2 separate regions of the Pungitius pungitius genome follow, and region 1 is linked to region 2. Evidence: chromatin contacts called from public Hi-C data. All regions are on one chromosome and are shown on one strand. The core of a region is the stretch at or near the end of the contact, and the rest is flanking DNA. Distances in the headings are between cores, read along the strand shown.

Region 1 (4,364 bases), core at 844-3,343, 250 kb after region 2:
CATGTTACAGTTTGTGGTGTGGAAAAAAACAATAACTTCCGAGTCTGATTCTATGTTGCTACCCACCTTTGGGACAAGTAGCTTCCATGCTATAGGCATACTGGCCACTAACCAGCTTCAAGGCCAGGAATTCCCCTTCATTTCCCAATACCTGTGTTCAACATAACAGTAATGAAGGGAGATTTAGTTGCAATGCTGCCATTGGTCACTAGGTGGCAGGATGCTGTGCATAGTCTCTTACTTCCACAGGGCTCAACACCTCCCTTCTCCTGCCTTGAACTGTAATGTCTGGTCCGCTCATGTCAATGTTCATCTGGATCAGGCTTGCATCCTCCAGAGCTACAATGAGGTGATCGCTCAGCGACAGCCACCAATGCAACTGTGATGCAAAAAACACACACACGCAGAATACCAAAGTCACACAGATTCCCCATCAAACACATGCACAAATACGTGTTTACATGTATAATGCAATCATATTTCTAAAGGCTGAGTTCACTGGGATTAGTTTTAACGACTACCTTGTTGTTCCAGTTGTCATAGGGAACCTGTCTGGTCACCTACAGACACATACAGAGCGTATCCGATTTTTCAAATGAAAACAGTTAAAAGTAACAGATGACCAACTCAAATCAACAGGTACCTGAATGGACTCTGGGTCACACTTGATCTGCTCTCTGCTTGGTAGTACAGAAGCCACGGGACACTTCATCGTGAAACTATAAGGTCTTCCCCCAAATCGGTTTATCCTCTTTGCCAAATTCAGTTTTAGGACATGATGGCTGTTCTGAAAGGTCAATATGCAGCCAAAGATATTTTACTACTAGGCCCCTCTCGGTCAATTGTCCGAGTCTGTGAATATGCACACGACATTTCTAAATGCGCCGTACAAACCTGTTTTTGGACGAAACATCCCAAGTAACCGACTCTAAAAATAAAGTTGTTGTCGGGGTATTTGTGCAGTGAGAATCCACAGGCAGACAGCTGGAGGTTCAGGTGGTCCAAGGAAGCAAGGTTTACTTATCCAAAGAAAACGAGAGTCAAAGGGAGTTCATGCCATATCCATGTCAACATGTTTTCATTGACTGTTTGAAAGAATTACCTTGGATCTTTAAGGCTCCAGACAGCCAGAGTCCCAATCCTTCAATCCTCCTACTGTGTATCCACATCTCCATGTATTCAGAAAAGCATTCCACATCTCCTTCTGAAAATAAAGACGGAAAATCATTCCTAAAATAACAACCACATTTCAAGAGATGTCAGAAAAACATTAAAAATCATTGCAGCAAAAATGATTTACCTGTCAACCTTGTAGTTGGGGTATGGATCCTCCATTCTGTTGACTGAATGGAAAGTGTGCTCCCCATGACAAAACATTGTAATACACTAGAAAAAGGTAAAATTCTACTTTAATTTAGAAAATTGTGAATAGTTCATGTTTGTGCAACAATATGCTACTTACATGATTCTAAGTAGAACGCCCAATCTTTTCTGATCCATGTCACTCCCACTGACTTATGTGGGCAGTCGGACCCGAGCCTATTTGTAGGTAAGTGGACTGATGTCACTCGGGGATGTGACTTCAATCGGGGAAGTGGGAATAAACACAGGTGTGTTTGCTTTGACACTTTCAAGTTGAAATGATCATTGTGCCCCAGATGTGTGAACAGTGGGATTTGAGGCAGTTGACACACCTCTTTTTTAGTGGTCATCTATTATGGATAAAGTAAATAATGGTAGGCCACATGTCCATTCATTTTTTTTTTCAAGTATGTGTTCTTTGACCATTCCATAAAATACAAATATCCTATTTATCTTACACTATTTTAGACTTTGTACCCTTTATCCTGACATTTGGTTTTTGACAAAATCTGTGATTCTGTGGGTTTGAGCAATGTTCAACAATGTAGCACTCTAACCTTTGCTGCTGTAATCCTGTGGTTATGTTTGGCGGCACAGAATTGTACAAATGTAAATAATGTCAACCAAGTATCCCTGAATATGGGTTAAATTATTATACTTCGGTTGAAGAACAATTTCTCACGATGATATGGTATTAAATGCAATTGCTTTTGATATAATATTCCCGTGCGCATGGTGCGCACCTTTTGTTTGGACTGTGGGAAAATGTATTTATATATGAATTTAAAGGGTAGGCCATGGGTTTTAAAATGTTCCCATTGAAAGTTATACAACACGACAAGATTAATGGAGTTAAAAAATAACGTAAGAGATAAGTCTGCAAACAGTTAGCTAGGTTCTAGTGACCTGACCTCAAATGATTTACTTAATGTTTATAGTTTGAAATGTTCAAATGCCCACAAAAACTCAAAAGTGTACTCTTCCATCTGGATGATGTCATTTCTACAAAGTGCGCAGCCATTTTGTTAGCTAGCTTGAGGTTATAGAGGTTAGCCGCGCGCGTACTGCTGCAATATATGTGTTCTTTACGATTTTGTGCGTAAATCAGAACGAACACGATCATTTGTCGATATTGGTGTAAGCGTGCAGTGTTTAGCTACAGACCCGCAGACTGAATCAGGACTCGTGTGTTTGTTAACGGTGAACAGTGCGTGAAATTGAATGGTCATTCATTTTTCAAGCCGTCTTGGGTTCGCTAGCTTGTTAGCTAGCTAGCTGACTAACGTGTTTACGCGTGCTACAAACGGAGAAGAAAGCTAGTGAGTGTTGAAGGGTTATTGAGTGAGTGTTTGGGTTCCACATAGTTTGTGTGCTCCTTTGACTACCGCTATAGCTCGGTTGCGTCGCCCAGTTGACTGACGTGACGTGAAACTTCATCGACGATCGACGCTACAAACTCGCGTGCATCGTTACGTTGTTTCAACTTTTAACTCCCATCGGCTGCTTCCACTTGGACCGGCGCGCGACCATTTAGAGACCATGTCGGAGTTGTACATTCGTGTGGCCGAGGATGAAAGCGAAGAGCCCATGGAGATCCCTTCGGAGGATGATGGTACTATATTGCTTTCATCGGTAGCGGCACAGTTTCCAGGGGCGTGCGGGCTGCGCTACAGGAACCCGGAGTCCCAGTGCATGAGGGGGGTCCGGCTGGTGGAGGGTGTCCTTCATGCCCCCGAGAACGACTGGGGAAACTTGGTCTATGTCGTCAATTACCCTAAAGGTGAGATGTTGGTCTCAATGACTTCCCGCGCCTCTGCAGGGTTTGTTGCGTTAGACCGCGGTCGTTTTAGCCCCTTTTGATCTTGTCCATTACTTCCAGTTAATGTTTAATGCTCCATTTTCCCTGCACACAGTTTCCACAGAACAGTGTTGATTAAAGCAGACCTCAGTGAGCACGGGTTTGGAGTAAGACTCAGCCAGATGTAGGAGCTAATGTTGAGGTGCTGTCTTACTTGTTGTCACGTTTTTTTTATATCTTGGGTGCTGCCGCAACCAGACAGAGTTTATCTTCATCTCATTATTACACCAGCAGTCTGTGGACGGTGGCCTTGTAACAAAATAAAGTAGTTTTCCTGATGTGACTCACACCTGCCCCTCCATTCTCCCCAGATAATAAAAGAAAGATGGAAGAGATAGATGCGGCCTCGGCTGTGAAAGTGAAAAGAGGCTTTCAGAAGACGTCGGATCTCATCGTCCTGGGGCTGCCGTGGAAAACGTCGGAACAAGACCTGAAAGATTATTTCACCACCTTTGGGGAGGTCATCATGGTGCAGGTGTGGACGTCGTGTCTTGATCTGAATATGTGACTCTTATTATTCAGATTTACAAGTTGTGATCAAGCTTGCCTGCCCTCCGTTCACTCCAGGTCAAGAGAGATTTAAAAACTGGCAACTCCAAAGGGTTTGGGTTTGTCAGATTCACTGAGTACGAGACACAAACCAAAGTGATTGCTCAGAGACACATGATTGATGGACGATGGTGTGACTGCAAACTTCCCAACTCAAAGGTAATTTGGGAACCATTTCAGCGCTTCAGTAGAACCATTCAGTGCAAGTATAGTCAAATTCACAGTATTTGGGTCAGTTGATCGGATTTCTGCTTTTAGATTAGTTTGCACCATTGGCTGTTTTCAGAATGCTCCCAATCTCAGATCCTGTCCATTCAATGAGAAGTTGATTCCCTTGTTGAGAAAGCTGTACATTTTAAGGAGAATGTCGACCGCATTTACAAATGATGTCAAACAATAAGCAGCAGTTTTTTGGTCTGTCTTTCCTTATTTCATTCAAAAGATTTGAAATTACACATTTGCTGAATTGTGGTGTATCAAATTAATTTCACAATTGAAATGGCTGTCAGCAATTAAATGTTCAAATTCAGAATTGGGCAGAAGTATTTCTGACAACCCCAGATTTCCTAATTCCTTGCTGTGCGCGTTTGTCCTC
Region 2 (4,270 bases), core at 1,416-3,915:
AAACGAAAAGAACCACACAAGAACATATTCGTACTTTCCTGTCCGGGCTTGCTTTGGTCTGCCTGCTGTCCGCCCTCTTTCTCCACAGCTTTCAGGTAGAGCTGGAGCAACTCCTTAGACTGCCTCTCCTCCTCCCGTCGGTCCAGAACCTGCTGCAGTGTCTCTTGCAGTTCCTCGGCCTTCTTCTCTTGGAAGCCCACAGCGGAGGCCAGCTCCGTGCTCGGAGCATCCACTAGTGTCTGGAACAGCAGGTGGCACAAAGCCTTTAGAAAACTACAGCGTCTCTATGTGGTGCTTCACAAAGAAAAAAACAAACTGGCAGGTAAAATTGGTGAAGACGTCTCTTTGGAGCGTGGTTCTGGATTCTAGAGCTTTTTTGTGCCTTTATGTTCTGGTATAAGCAGCCATCACAGATATATCTCACCAGAGACCATGGTTGAGAATATTTAGCTAGAAAGTCTTGTTATGGCTCTGTAGTGGCTCTTTGAGTTGCCCATAACACACGTTTTAGTACGTGTATTTGTGTTTGAGTTTTTCTCGTCTTGCAGACCTGTGACCTTTAACATTCTGTGACATTGGCTTAGGTCCATAGTATAAATTGGCTTGGTGGTGGAGGATCTGGAATATGGGCTGTGAGGAAGAGGTTCGCCTTAAATGCCTGCAACGTGGCAGCTTTGTCAATGGCCATAGGCCTTGATGGGTTTTGATTTGTCGTATGCTACCTAAAAAGTTAGCAGTTGATAATTCCAGCAGTAACTAAAGCACCATTGTTACGCCTGGCCTCTTTGCTTACACTTGCTTTATACCGCTTGCATTAACCCAACATAATTGTCTTTCTGGTTTTGTACATGTCACACCTTGAAGGCACACATGTAAAGACATCATTGCATGGGATTAAAAGCCAAGCACCATTACCAAAAAGATAGTGGTACCTGTAAGTCTTCGTCAGACATGAGGATGATGCTGGCAAGGTCCTGCTTCAGCTGCCGAGCCAGGTCCAGCCAGGGTGCGGCAGCACTGGAGCTGTCCACGGTATCCGCCTCCAACAACATAGAGTCCCTAGCCATCCAGGCCGTGCCGCCATCCACTACAATGAAAAGCAAATCACCGCCTGAACTTGGACAGGGGAGTTCATCTTGAAATAAGAAATGGACTGCATACAAACCGTCTTACCCCTGCGAACTGGTGACCATGTCTCTCTTTCATGCAACAACATAAACTTTGTGTCTGAAGGTAGACACAAAAAGTAGGCTTGATCTTCTACTATAGTCCCATCATTATCCAGGACCACTGTGACAGGCTGACCAGAACTGAACCCGAGAAACTCACTCCCTGTGGGAAGAACACAGAAATGACAGATTTTTACACAGAGGTGGAACATTCTTCATATCAACAATCAGCACTATCCCAAAGTCGTATTCAAGCTAAATAATCCGGACCTTACAACCCTCGCACCACCCGGTCATTCCTGCAAATACCAAAGAGTTTGGTGAACAACTCATGCGTTGCAAGCGATCACCTCTGTCAACCTTACCTCAGGTGTGCCTCGTTAAAAGTATCTGTATCCTGTTTTGATGGAGACACCTAGATTGTGCCTGGTGGATGTGCCTCTGGTAGCGTCAGGAGACATTGAAGCGTGGTAAATGGAGACATTGAAGCGTGGTAAATGGAGACATTGAAGCGTGGTAAATGGAGACGTTGAAGCGTGCGGGTATCGTGCCACCGCCTGCTGTGCTGACACGCTCGGTATGGAGAGTCCTGCCCTGACTCTTCGCGTTAAGCTCTTGCGAGTTTGAACACGATGGAAATGTCTGCTCTGCTCAGCTCTTCCGTGATCGCCGCAGATAAGTTTAAAGTGTTGAGTTTGAAACCCTACGTGCAGCGTTGATGGGAACGGACCACGGAGATGAAGACGATCGCTCTCCATGACATTTACGTTTCGCAGTATAAATGTTTTTTAATGCTAACCCAAACCGTCAGAGATGATCACTAAATACACCAGCAGTTTTAAAGATGTATCGTGTAATTTATACATATGGCACAGCTCATTTAATACGGTTTATTTTCAAAAGGAAAGCCATACAATTACACTAAAGTTGTCATAACACAACTTACCTTTCAGCTTCAGCTCCTCCAAGGAGGGGACCGCCACTCCGTAGGACTTCTGTCGTGTGAAGTTGCACACCTTACACGGTTTCCTGTCCGTCATTCTTGGCCTGATGTGGAGTATTTTTTATTTTCTCTTAACTTTACACTGTCAGATACCGAGACTGTAGCTCTCGTCGAGACGCTTGAACGCGGAAGCGCCGCCGCGTCTTCTGCTTCTTCTTCTTCTTCTTTGAGTTTGATCGTAATCTCGCCGTACTGCCACCTGCTGGCGTGACTTGCCTTATGCAGTCTTCGGCTTGTCGGCTTCCTTTTTATTTTACTCCAGTCTACTCTTTTTGTTTCATCGTTTCTCCCTTGTTTTATTACCTGGATGTGTTGCCATCATTTTGAAAGCCCAGATAATGGCAATTACTGGACGCACCTGATTATGATAAAAGCCTTATTCACTAGAATTTTGTTTTGTTAGATTTGTTTGTTCAACCCATACAGATAGCATCAACTCAACGGTCTACACACCTATGTTTGCATATCTCTGCTCTATTACTTGGAACAGCGGCTGGATAACCTGTATTTTTGGATATTTTTCATCAAAGCTCCACATAGTCTTAAGGCTTTGATGTCATTCCAATGAGTTTTACCACACAGAGATTAAAAGCATTATCAAAAACTCGGACAGTAAATTTAATGCACCATATAATGAATACAAAGTCAGTTTTAGTCACAGCGTCTGTCTTCAATGTAGTCTTGAAATGTGTGTGTCAACTTCTCTCGGGAAATATATGGACAGCATTGTCTTTCCACAAGACATAATGATCACAGTAGCTAATTATTTTAATGTGCCTCTTGGTGCAGGTTATGAAGATTAATGTTCCATTTATATTACAGCTTTTAGGGATGTCTCAGTCATACGTCCTTGATGACCAGATTCTCTTGTGGTAGTCAGACTGCGAGGCCCGACCGGATTAAAAAAACGCACATAGTGGCAACTGCTTTAGGCCCCCGAAATCCAACCAGACTTCAAGGATGATCACTGTTTTTATTTCTTCTGTCGTTAACATCAATTTCAGTAAGAAAATGCACCACAAAAGCCCACAAACTCCTCAAACAATAAGCAATTTTGTTTGTGGCCCTGGTTCTAATTACAAAGACAAGAATTGTGTTTTTTATCTGTGTGTTATTCTATTTCATGTTATTGGCCAATACAGATGAATTTGGGGTCTGATTAGTTTATAATAATAACCATTATTATCAACAATACATATATTAATTTGCGTGATATATTACTTGCTTGTAAACAAAAGAGGCTTCTAATAAAGTGTTGTGTGAGCTTTTAAGTTAACTGCGCTGTTTTCTGAATGGAGTTACTGGTTTTGTGAGGAAAATGGATCATTGATAGCCTTTAGGAAAAGCAATCGAACGTGGCTCAGTCGATCAGCCCGTCCTGTGAGCAATCGAGCGAAGGGGAAAGATGGCATCCACCGAGCAACCTGATCCTCCTACACAGGTCTAAAACTACGCAACTAAAACGTTAACCTCGATGTCCACACACGGCAGTGGACACTCACACTGCGTTTAGATGTCGTCACCCTTCGATACCTCCACTTTTTTTATTGTTACGTTTTTAACGCCTCCGTTAGCAACTAGCAAGTTAGCATCGCTTGCTAGTTAGCACGCTAGCTAACGTTAGCTCCCGCAACGCTTCAAAAGTTGCCCCTCAGGCTCTGTTGCTCGACACGAAGGGACGAGCTGCCTTTCTTCTGCTGCATCACATGCAGCCGAAAGTTGCGTGGCTTGCTAACCTCTGTCTCGGCCAGCTCTTTACCGTGACCAAATGCACGTCCTTCCAATCAAACAAGAAGTCTTCTCTCAGTCAATGACACGTTGTGCAAAGGTCACTGTCAGTCAAACGAGTCCGGTAGATTTTACTCTGCTCTTAGGTTTTATTTGACACGCATTGATCATTTCGGATAAACAGGTTTTTTAGTTTTGCCTCCCACGTGTAGCCAGAGACGGCTTGTTCTAAACCTTTCGCACATTTGCAATTTATTTATTCCCACTAAATAGATTAGAATCAGAGTCAATGCGTGCAAGAGTTAACGCGATTTAAATGTGCTTGTTTCTAAACCATAATTTAAAGGTAGATTTTATGTTGTCTTAACCC

Evidence for each region. Hi-C and Micro-C count contacts between places; a contact is called where the count stands out from the background.
Region 1: a contact with region 2 is called in a Hi-C map of muscle, with 4 times the contacts expected there. The contact joins the promoter of c1h1orf127 here to the promoter of dffa in region 2. A contact is called at or near these places in 2 of 2 Hi-C or Micro-C datasets (both in muscle).

What each region holds. Positions count from the first base shown.
Region 1 is chr1:28,122,737-28,127,100 of fPunPun2.1, forward strand. It overlaps c1h1orf127 (chromosome 1 C1orf127 homolog), which reads right to left and starts at 2,094. Exons shown (of 11, transcript XM_037479601.2): 1 at 1,463-2,094; 2 at 1,301-1,386; 3 at 1,103-1,204; 4 at 895-1,019; 5 at 644-787; 6 at 522-560; 7 at 242-379; 8 at 67-151. The coding sequence starts at 1,500. It overlaps tardbpa (TAR DNA binding protein a), which reads left to right and starts at 2,366. Exons shown (of 5, transcript XM_037479094.2): 1 at 2,366-3,142; 2 at 3,532-3,695; 3 at 3,788-3,928. The coding sequence starts at 2,902.
Region 2 is chr1:27,874,947-27,879,216 of fPunPun2.1, forward strand. It overlaps dffa (DNA fragmentation factor, alpha polypeptide), which reads right to left and starts at 2,666. Exons shown (of 6, transcript XM_062564107.1): 1 at 2,116-2,666; 2 at 1,174-1,332; 3 at 933-1,087; 4 at 35-239. The coding sequence starts at 2,209. pex14 (peroxisomal biogenesis factor 14) reads left to right here and starts at 3,467. Exons shown (of 9, transcript XM_037479166.2): 1 at 3,467-3,613. The coding sequence starts at 3,578.